2 separate regions of the Zea mays genome follow, and region 2 is linked to region 1. A link is a contact called in public Hi-C data. All regions are on one chromosome and are shown on one strand. The core of a region is the stretch at or near the end of the contact, and the rest is flanking DNA. Distances in the headings are between cores, read along the strand shown. Region 1 holds the start of LOC100284575 (hevamine-A). Region 2 holds the start of LOC100382494 (F-box/LRR-repeat protein).

Region 1 (4,622 bases), core at 584-3,083:
GATATATACCATGGACCCTACATGTCATTGACTCATGTGGACCCACATGTAAGTGAGATAGTAATGGTATGGATCCAAAGTGGTGATCTTTTAATGGTATGGATCCAAATTTCCCTTTATTTTATGGGCAAAATGCAGTTATAGGCTTATAGCAGAGTGAGACCAGATAGGCTGCGCAATGTAGGTGTAGTAATGGCCGTCCAAGTCTTGCTGGGCCGGACCATGTCGTCCTCTCGTTGATTTTCAACTTATCAAGCCCACACAGCCCAGTCTGGCCATCAATTTACGGAAGCAACCTCTATTTATCGGTAGACAGACAGTATACGAGTATCAAACAGACAAACACACAAGGAACAATTCTGAACTTCGTTTTGTGCCATCTATCTCTGAACTGTCTGTGTGTGTGTGTGTGTGTCGGAATAGTCCCTGTCTATAGCAGCAGCAGCAACAATCTAGTGTACTTTAAGGCACAAATGTTCTGAATCTGAAAAAAAGGTGATCATCCGAAACGAACTGAAGTTTGCAAAGTAGTAGTAAGAAGCTGTATTTGCGATTTGCTTCTTTCCAGTCTCTTCCTTAGCGAATAGCGACCCAGTATACCCATAGGTATGATAACGCCCCGCACGTGCACGCACATGGAAGCATGTGCCTCCTACAGTCCTACTCCCTCCTGCACGCCCGACATGACACGAGGCTGCCTAGCTCACACGTAGGACTTGACCGCGTCGCTGTACCCCGTGAGCCCGTCGTAGTACCTCGACCAGAGCATGATGCCCCCGTACTTGGTGGAGTTCTTGACCACCGGCAGCACCTGCGCCACGAGGTCGCTCGCCGGCACGAACCCGCTGCCAGCGGCCTGGGGCGCGGCGGGGAGGCCGAGGAACACCCGCCCCGCCCTGATGGACGTCCACTGCGCCCACGCTTGCGCCAGGCTGCCCACGCCGGCGCTCGCGCTGTACTGGCACGGCGGGTTGTTGTAGAACTGCACCCACACGTAGTCGAACAGCCCCGTGGCGAGCGCGGTGCCCAGCGACGCGTCCGGGAACGGGCACTGCGGCGCCGCCGACAGGTACACGGGCCTCCGCGCGCGCCCGCGCCCGCGCCGGGAGTAGGACTTGAGGAACCGGGCCAGGTCGTCCCAGTACATGCCCCCGCCGCTCTCGATGTCGAAGTCGACGCCGTCGAGGACGGCGTCGCCGAGGGGCCTGGACTCGGACCCGCCGCCGCCGAGGTAGTTGTCCCAGAGGTACGCCGCGACGCTCCGGGCGTCGGCCCGGGACGAGAGGCCGTAGCTGCCGACGCCCCCGCCGATGGAGAGCAGGACCTTGACGCCCATGCGCTGGCACGCCTTGACGTCCGCGCCCACGCCCGTGCACCCGCCGCTCGCCGGGTCGCAGTGGCCCGCCAGGTTCAGCGCCGGCGTCTGGCCCCTGCCGAACGTCGGGAGGAAGGCCACGTTGACGAACCTGTAGTTGCCCGTGGCGCAGGTCTGCGCCAGCGTCCCCTCGTTGCCGTTCTGGCCCCAGTAGATGGCGATGCCGCCGCCGGCGCGCGCTGTGGCGGCTACCCCGCCCAGTGCCATCAGCACCGTGGCCATGGCCAGTGCCATTGACGGAAACTGGCTGCTTCTCCTACCCATCTTGTTTCTCGAGCTCTTTGGTATGGCCTTTATATATCGCGCGCGCGCTACGACGATAGTGCGTCCTGCCTGCGTCGTCGGCGGCAGTGTTTGACCGCTGACGCTGTGCGCGAGGGTCGTCGCTATTGACTTTTGATGGAACAGACACAGCGGCCTCCACTGATCGGGCGTCCAAGTGCGACGACCATTCCCTCCTCAGCTCTTCGAGTTTTGTCACGCGTGCCTCTGCTCATAAAGTCAGAATTCACTAAACGCTCAGTGCGCGAGGGCAATGTGCCGCTGGACACTTGGACAGTGCGTTTCCGTTTGACGCGATCATGCATGCGCATCAACCGCACGCCCTCTCCTGCTAATGGCAACCAAGTCGGCCTCGGTGCTACTCTCAGTCAGAGACGACTCAGCTGTTCGCTGAGTCGCTGTCCATTTCCACGGCCAGCCAGGGCCACAAAGCTTGGCTTGGTTTTGATAGCGAGAACAATCACCTTTCCTGCCGTCCTTCGCTGAATCAGACAGCAAAGGGGACGAGCTCATCGGCCCTGTTTGATGAGCAGAGCGACGTCATCAGAGTCACGCATCGTCGTCTTACTCGGTTCTTAAGGCCTTGTTCGTTTCTACCGGATTGGTGGATCGGAACGATTCCTAGCCGGATTGCTTCTCTAATTTATATAAACTTTGATTAGCTGGAACGATTCCGGGTGCAATCCGACGTAAACGAACAAGGCCTAAGCCAAAAAAAAAAAACCGCTCAAATCTGTCGCCCCGATCCAAATGATTAACCAACTAGGGATGGGCCAGCGCGTACGTATAAGACTATCTCCAGCAACATCCTCTAAATTTCATCCTCTAAAGAAATATTCTCTGTCATTTACAGCATACTATAAAAAAGTTCGTTCTCTATATTTTCAGCGTCTCCAACAAAGTCCTCTAAATTTATCCTCTAAAGTCTGTTCTCTACTCTCTCTCTCTTTACATCATTGGTCGACAAAAAATAAAAGATAATAAAAAGGACATACACCAGGTACACTAGCAGCTAAAAGAACCATCTCGCGCAGGATACCGGATCTACAGTGTATCTCCACATTTAGCGGCTGAAGACCACACTCTAAAATTTAGAGACTCGTTTGCAGTCTTTTGCTGGATTGGATAGAGTGCGTTGTATCCTCTAAATTTAAGGTAGAGGGCCCTTTAGAGGACCTGTTGGAGCCAGTCTAACGTATGGAGATTGGAGACTGGTTGAAGAATGAATGGAGTGTTTGGTTTGAGGAATGATATAGTCCATCATCTTCTCACTCCTCACTTTTTTGTTTGATTTGTGGAATAGAATGAGTTAATCCATCACGACCTCATTTCTCATAGTTAGTTGTTTAGTAATAATATGTGGAATAGAGTTATCCCACCAAATTTAAGAAATGGACCCATGATGCACCACTTCAATTTGATAGAGTGATTCATCAAACCAAACACGTCAGAAGAGATTGTAGTGCCCCTGGACGGCTGGACGGCTGGACAAAGGAATAGACACCCGTCCGGACCAGACCAACTGCTCCTTGCCTTCTTTCAGTTCTAGCGTTAACTTGATTCGAAGTTCCAACTTCAACAGCGGCGAAAAAAAAAGGGAAACGGCGGTTCACGTGCTGATGCCACACTAGCAGAGAGCACAGAGCAGGCAGAGCAGATAGAGGCTCCACCGCAATTTGGAATTCTAGTTTTGCATCAAATGGTTGGTTTGCACCTGATAAGGCTGTCTGCAGCGATGTCTTCTAAATTTTTTCCTCTAAATGCTACTATATAGCCACGTTAATAAGATTCTCTTTCCTATATTTACTCTTACCGCAACCGTTCCCTCTATATATTTCCCTATATATCCCCTACACATAAAATATATTTTTCTATCCCTACTTTACATCTATTATCAATTTGTTATCAACTAACAATTACTCGGGCACGAAACACGAGACTGTCAACAGTAGCAACGGGCAGCGCCAGAATAGGAGGGAGAGAGAAGGGGAACGCCAGGTAGGGGGCACTGCAGGGGGAGGCAATGCGGGAGGAAGGGGGTGATTTTTGCCTCTTGCATGAGCACAGTAATAGGGGATGCGAGCCGTAGAGCTGTGCGTTGTAGACAGTCTAAGCTCCCTATATTTATATAGGATGGGAGCTTGTCTTGCATCATAATCTAAACCTTCATTAAGCCTGAAGGGTGTTGCTATGGTTGAATTGTTTACCTGTATTAGGCTTTATGCACTATAAAAGAGGCCCATATTAATATATGCAGCATGCCGTTTTAATTTCTTACACATTTAAACGCAAAGTATGATACTTTGTGATTGGTTATGTGTTGGATGTGCTCACCTCTATCGTCTAGTATAATAAAATCTTCCCTGACACATCTTGAGAATCTTAGGTGTGTTTGGTTGAGGATAGAAGAGAATGGAGTGACTCTATTCCTATTTTTTTATATGTTTGATTTTCAAGAGAATAGGAGCGGAGCGAAGCTCTATGTTAGTATATGCAAAGTGGTGGACAAAGTGCAAATCATGTCAAGAGGTATGTTTCTAGACTTAGTACATTGTTTTATGGACTAATGTATTGTGTCTAAGTGCTGGAAACAGGAAAAATCAAGTTAGAGAAGAGATGACTTTGTTCAGCCAAAGTCTGCTCAGTCTGGGTGCACCGGACTGTCCGGTGGTGCACCGGACAGTGTCCGGTGCGCCAGGCTGACTCTGGCGAACTTGCTGCTCTCGGGACTTCGACGGCGGTGTACGGCTATAATTCACCGGACTGTCCGGTGGTGCACCGGACTGTCCGGTGAGCCGTTCACAGGCGAACTCGTTGCTCTCGGGAGATGATTAACGGCGTACGGCTATAATTCACCGGACTGTCCGGTGTGCACCGAACTGTCCGGTGAGCCAACGGTCAGCCGGGGCAACGGTCGGCCGAGGATTCCGCGCGTGACGCGTGGCCGAGCCAACGGTCACATTGG
Region 2 (4,622 bases), core at 1,505-4,004, 220 kb after region 1:
TCTTCATAGTCAATTCAAAGCTCCTTACAGACACCTCATGTTTCACAGTGTACCACATTTGCAGGTACATAATGCGCTCGACCACATTAATGTTGTTGTTAAGAGTCAAACGGTGGTTTGTGTTCACAACTGAAACCATTGGATTTTGTTTTTGACATCCTGAAGGAGGAATTAACCGAGAGCTTGCTGCCGCAAAAAAGGTTGCTTTGCTACTTCTATGAATCTTCAGACTTAAGTTCATACAAGTTCAAAAATAAGGACTTAAGTTCATACCACATCTTTTTCTGGACGTGCACTGGCAATTCTGGCAGATTTCTCACATCTGAGATCGAGAGAAGAAAGCATTTTCAAGGTTGTTCCAACCCTCAGGAGAAGGGTGACAAAATACATTTCTATAATCACATTTTGTTATTTTCCTTATAAAAGTGTTAGTATGGTTTTTTTGATATGCCACGAGTCGTTATTAATATTGTTGACCAGACGTATTGATGTTTTTTTCTCTTGTAGGAGAATAGCTGATCTGTTGATGTGCTTGGCCTTAAGACTGCTTTTGCAACCTTCATGGGTAAGGCAAGTAAACCTTCCTCCTTTGCCTCTCTGATGCTATGTGTTATGTAATAATGGCATAACCCCATCGGTCGCTTAGTAAGCTATCTTGTCTGTTATTAACTTACATTAAAATTCTACCACAGATTCCCATCAACAAGAAAAACAAGAAAGATAGCTACTAGGAGAAGCTTTAATACGCTCGATACCTGACATGATGAGTTCCTCAATCAAGTAAGCCACATCTCCCACGAGCATGTATCTTTCTGGATGTCTGGTTACAATAGCAGCTACTCATGTGGTTGAGAATAAAATACAAAAGATAAAGATAAATATTCAGATGATCGTCAGTATAGTCTCATCCACGACAAGTTCATTATGATTTACATAGACTTCATTTTTACACCCAAAATCAAAAGAAAATAAAAGAAAACCGGCATAACCTTGTCTACGTTTCGGTTTCGTTGTTAAGTGCAGTGCATGCATGTTGCATGATCTGAGTACTCTAACGCTAACCGAAGGATTCACCATCTTGTCCCCCTTTCAGGTTGGCCCATCGGATCCTCAGCGCTTTTCGTTCATTTTGGTCGGGAACAAGATTGATTCAGATGGCGGGAGCAAACAGATGGTCAATTTTCCTGAATGCGCAAGCTTTCTCATATATATAGATTCGAAATACCCTGCAGTCTCTTTGCCTTTCCCGTAGGTTCTGGAGAAGAAAGCGAGGGAATGGTGCGCCTCCAAGGGCGATATTCCATACTTCGAGACCTCTGCGAAGGAGGACCACAACGTCGACACTGCTTTCCTATGCATCGCTAGGCTCGCCTTGGAGCATGAGCATGACCAAGACATGTAAGTAAAAGCATCTTCTGTTTCTTGTTCGGGTACAAAGTTCAGTCCATGTCATTTTTTTGGATTATGGTCTTGTTGAAGTTCTACCAAAACGCATTTACTGGTTTTTTATTGGGAAAAAATAGCAAAGAAGAACCTTTTTTATAACAAAAAGGGAGCAAAAAAGATGCTAGGAGGGTTCAGGTCATCCTGTGTCCGTGCAGGTTGCCAAATCCTGGCGACTCCCAGATTGATTTGCAGTTCTAATCATAGATACGCGTTTGATATTTGTCCGTTTTGTGTGCCCCCAGTTACTTCAAGACAGTTGCGGAACAAGTCCCGGACACTGAACAGACAAGCAGATGTGCTTGCTAGGAGCCAACCATTTCCTGGAAGGCTGTAACTACGTGAATGTTACTGAAGGACTGGCCCCCGATATGTTCCCTCGCAGTTTTTCTTTTGAGCTCCAGTAACTTTATTACTGTTCTGTGTTGCTCTCACTGGATTTTAGCACTTCTGTAAGTTGTCATCTTTTAAAGTTAAGAATTTTTACATAAGTCTTACACATCAAACAAATCCACCATATACATTAAGATGCAATGCTTATCGACCACTCAAGTAATATGCTCTTGTAACCTAAATTAATCAAAATTGTGCAATGATTAGCAACCGACTTGTACTAAGGTAGAAAAATAACAAGTAGAAATTTATAATACATAATATCATGTATTGCATCTGAGTACAAGCACGTGTAGGTCCACCAAATAGGTTTGATACAAGGAAACAAAATGAAGAACTTTAAAAGACGATAACAAAAAGATAAAATGAAAATTAGATTCTTTAATTTTAATATATCTTATCATAACATGTTCATTCTGTAGCAACGCACGAGCATTCACCTAGTCAAATATTAAATATGCAATGTAGGTATGTAGCCATGCAATAATGTAAATATTAAGCACATGACACATCTAAATATGTCCATATCACAGATCACAACTACGAGAAAACAAGACTATTAGAGATGAGACGACACCAACGACTAGATAAATTTGTATTGTGGCTTAGCTCGTTTGGCTCGCAAGCTAACCCGAGCTGGCTCATTAGAAAATCGAGCTAGAATACTAGCTTGACTCGCTACAAAATTAAAACGAGCCAAGTCGAACCGAGCTACTAACAAGCCGAGTCAAGCGAGTTATCGAGCCATGAGTATTTCGTCTTGCCCTAAGGAGAGAGAGAAAAAACGCTGACGTCCAGCAAAAATACATTTTTAAAACGCCATAGTCACGGATTCGGTTGAACTCCGAACCATGAAAGTGCAAGCCCAATCCGCTCCTCCCACGGCCCACGTCTCGTCAGTTTTTTCCTTTTTCCCGTGGCCCGTGGGTGTGCGTCCTAGGTGTGCGGCGGGCGGTGCGCCGTGCGCCTCCTCTCCTCGCCGCGACGCTGCCGTGTTCGCGATTCAGCGCCGTGCTCGACGCCCCTCCTCTCCTCAGAAGTCAGCGCCGCATCTCCGGTTGCAGAGACTTGCGCTGCCACATCTCCGCTTTTCGTCCTTCAGTTGCTCGACGCCCCTCCTCCCCTCAGAAGTCAGCGCAGCGTCTCCACTCTCCACGCCGGCGCGTCGGCGACGCGGGTCCTTCGAATAAGACGGTTTGTTCTCGCATCGGGCGTCAGCCGGATTCGAGGGACATAGATGATGGAAGTCGATCTTGGGTGCCACCACGTCGAAGCGGCTTGTGCTGTGTAGATCCGGCGAAAGCGCGCAGGCAAAGCCCGGGTCTGCGTCGTCATTGGCCTCATGATCTTCGTATTGCCATCGCGCTAAAGGTTGGCTGATTGGCTCCTTCTTTCTCGGCCCCACCTCTCTCTCATTTATCGTGTTTGAAATTGCACGTCATCTTCGAATTGAAGAATTATATGTTTAATTATCTAGATTCCATCTTCCTGTGATCCCTTTTTGCGTCCCAACCGAAGAACTGCGTAATATGGTTTTCAGTGCTACGTCTAAGCGACCTGATCTTAATCTAGATTTGGTCGAGAGGTATTTTTATTGGGAAATCGCTAAACGATGGCCAACTATGCTTTTGCTTGTGTCAGTTATTTCAAATTTGCTGATCACAGTGCTAGGACATTTACCTAGGCCTGAACTTTGACATAGTCTTTAGAGACTACAGATTGATATTACTAAATAGGAGTAATTGGCAGTACATGCTAATTATCAGTGCCGTTCTGCAGGGAACGAAGGCGACGAGGTCTTAAACTTTGATTGATATATGCGGATATGAAAATGCATGCAACTACATGCTAGAAGTCTGTCTTGGTTGTGTTGGAGAAAAATTCTTTGTTACGTTTTTGTTGATAGCGTTGAGTGCCAAAAATGGAGCTTCTCCCTGTTGAAGTCGTTGGCAACATTCTTTCCCATCTTGGTGTTGCGCGTGATGTTATGATTGCCTCTGCGGTATGCCGCAAGTGGCGAGATGCATGCAGGAGGCATCTCCGTTTGCTGTCCTTCAACTCCAATGACTTTCCACGGGACATGACTACACGTCAGTTGGAGATTGTCATCACACAGACTATATTTCAGACTATGGGGCTGCAACGCCTTTCGATTCACATTGATAACACCCATGAGTTCTCTGCAGCACCAGTGATTGCATGGCTCATGTATACCAGGGAGACCCTCCGAAGCCTGTCTTACAATGTCAGGACAATACCCAATGTAAGCATTCTTGAAAAGTGTGGTAGGCAAAAGCTCGAAGTGCTAGATTTGGAATTGGACCATAACACCATCACAGGTGTCGAACCAAGCTATCAGAGGTTCACTTGTCTGAAATCCCTTTCCCTGAGGCATGTCAGCATTTTGGCCTTGGATTTGAGCCTTTTAGTTGCTGCTTGCCCAAGAATAGAGTCATTAGCACTTGATGTCCTTGAGGTTGTCACTTCAGAATTACAGTCTACGATGGAGCTCACAAGCCATACATTGAAAAGTCTATTTGCAAAATCGGTAGGTGTAGATAAGATCATACTTGATGCAGATAATTTGGAAGTTCTGCACCTGAATGCTTTAAATCTCGATCTGTTTGAGCTTAACGGGAAAGGAACACTAAAACATTTTAAGATTGATGATGTCAGTGTTACTCATTTGGATATTGGGGACAATACTGATCATTTGGAGGCAGTAGACGTGAGCAACTTCACAATAGTCTGGCCAAAATTCTATAGCATGATATCCAGGGCATCTA

What was found. A called contact is a pair of places that touch in the nucleus more often than the background predicts.
Region 2: a contact with region 1 is called in a Hi-C map of leaf, with 7 times the contacts expected there. The contact joins the promoter of LOC100382494 here to the promoter of LOC100284575 in region 1. A contact is called at or near these places in 3 of 25 Hi-C or Micro-C datasets (ear, leaf and tassel).

The regions. Positions count from the first base shown.
Region 1 is chr3:181,373,021-181,377,642 of Zm-B73-REFERENCE-NAM-5.0, forward strand. It overlaps LOC100284575 (hevamine-A), which reads right to left and starts at 1,834. Exons shown (of 1, transcript NM_001321603.2): 1 at 350-1,834. The coding sequence starts at 1,639. The coding sequence ends at 704.
Region 2 is chr3:181,593,177-181,597,798 of Zm-B73-REFERENCE-NAM-5.0, forward strand. LOC100382494 (F-box/LRR-repeat protein) reads left to right here and starts at 2,755. Exons shown (of 2, transcript NM_001175231.1): 1 at 2,755-3,207; 2 at 3,616-4,622. The coding sequence starts at 3,758.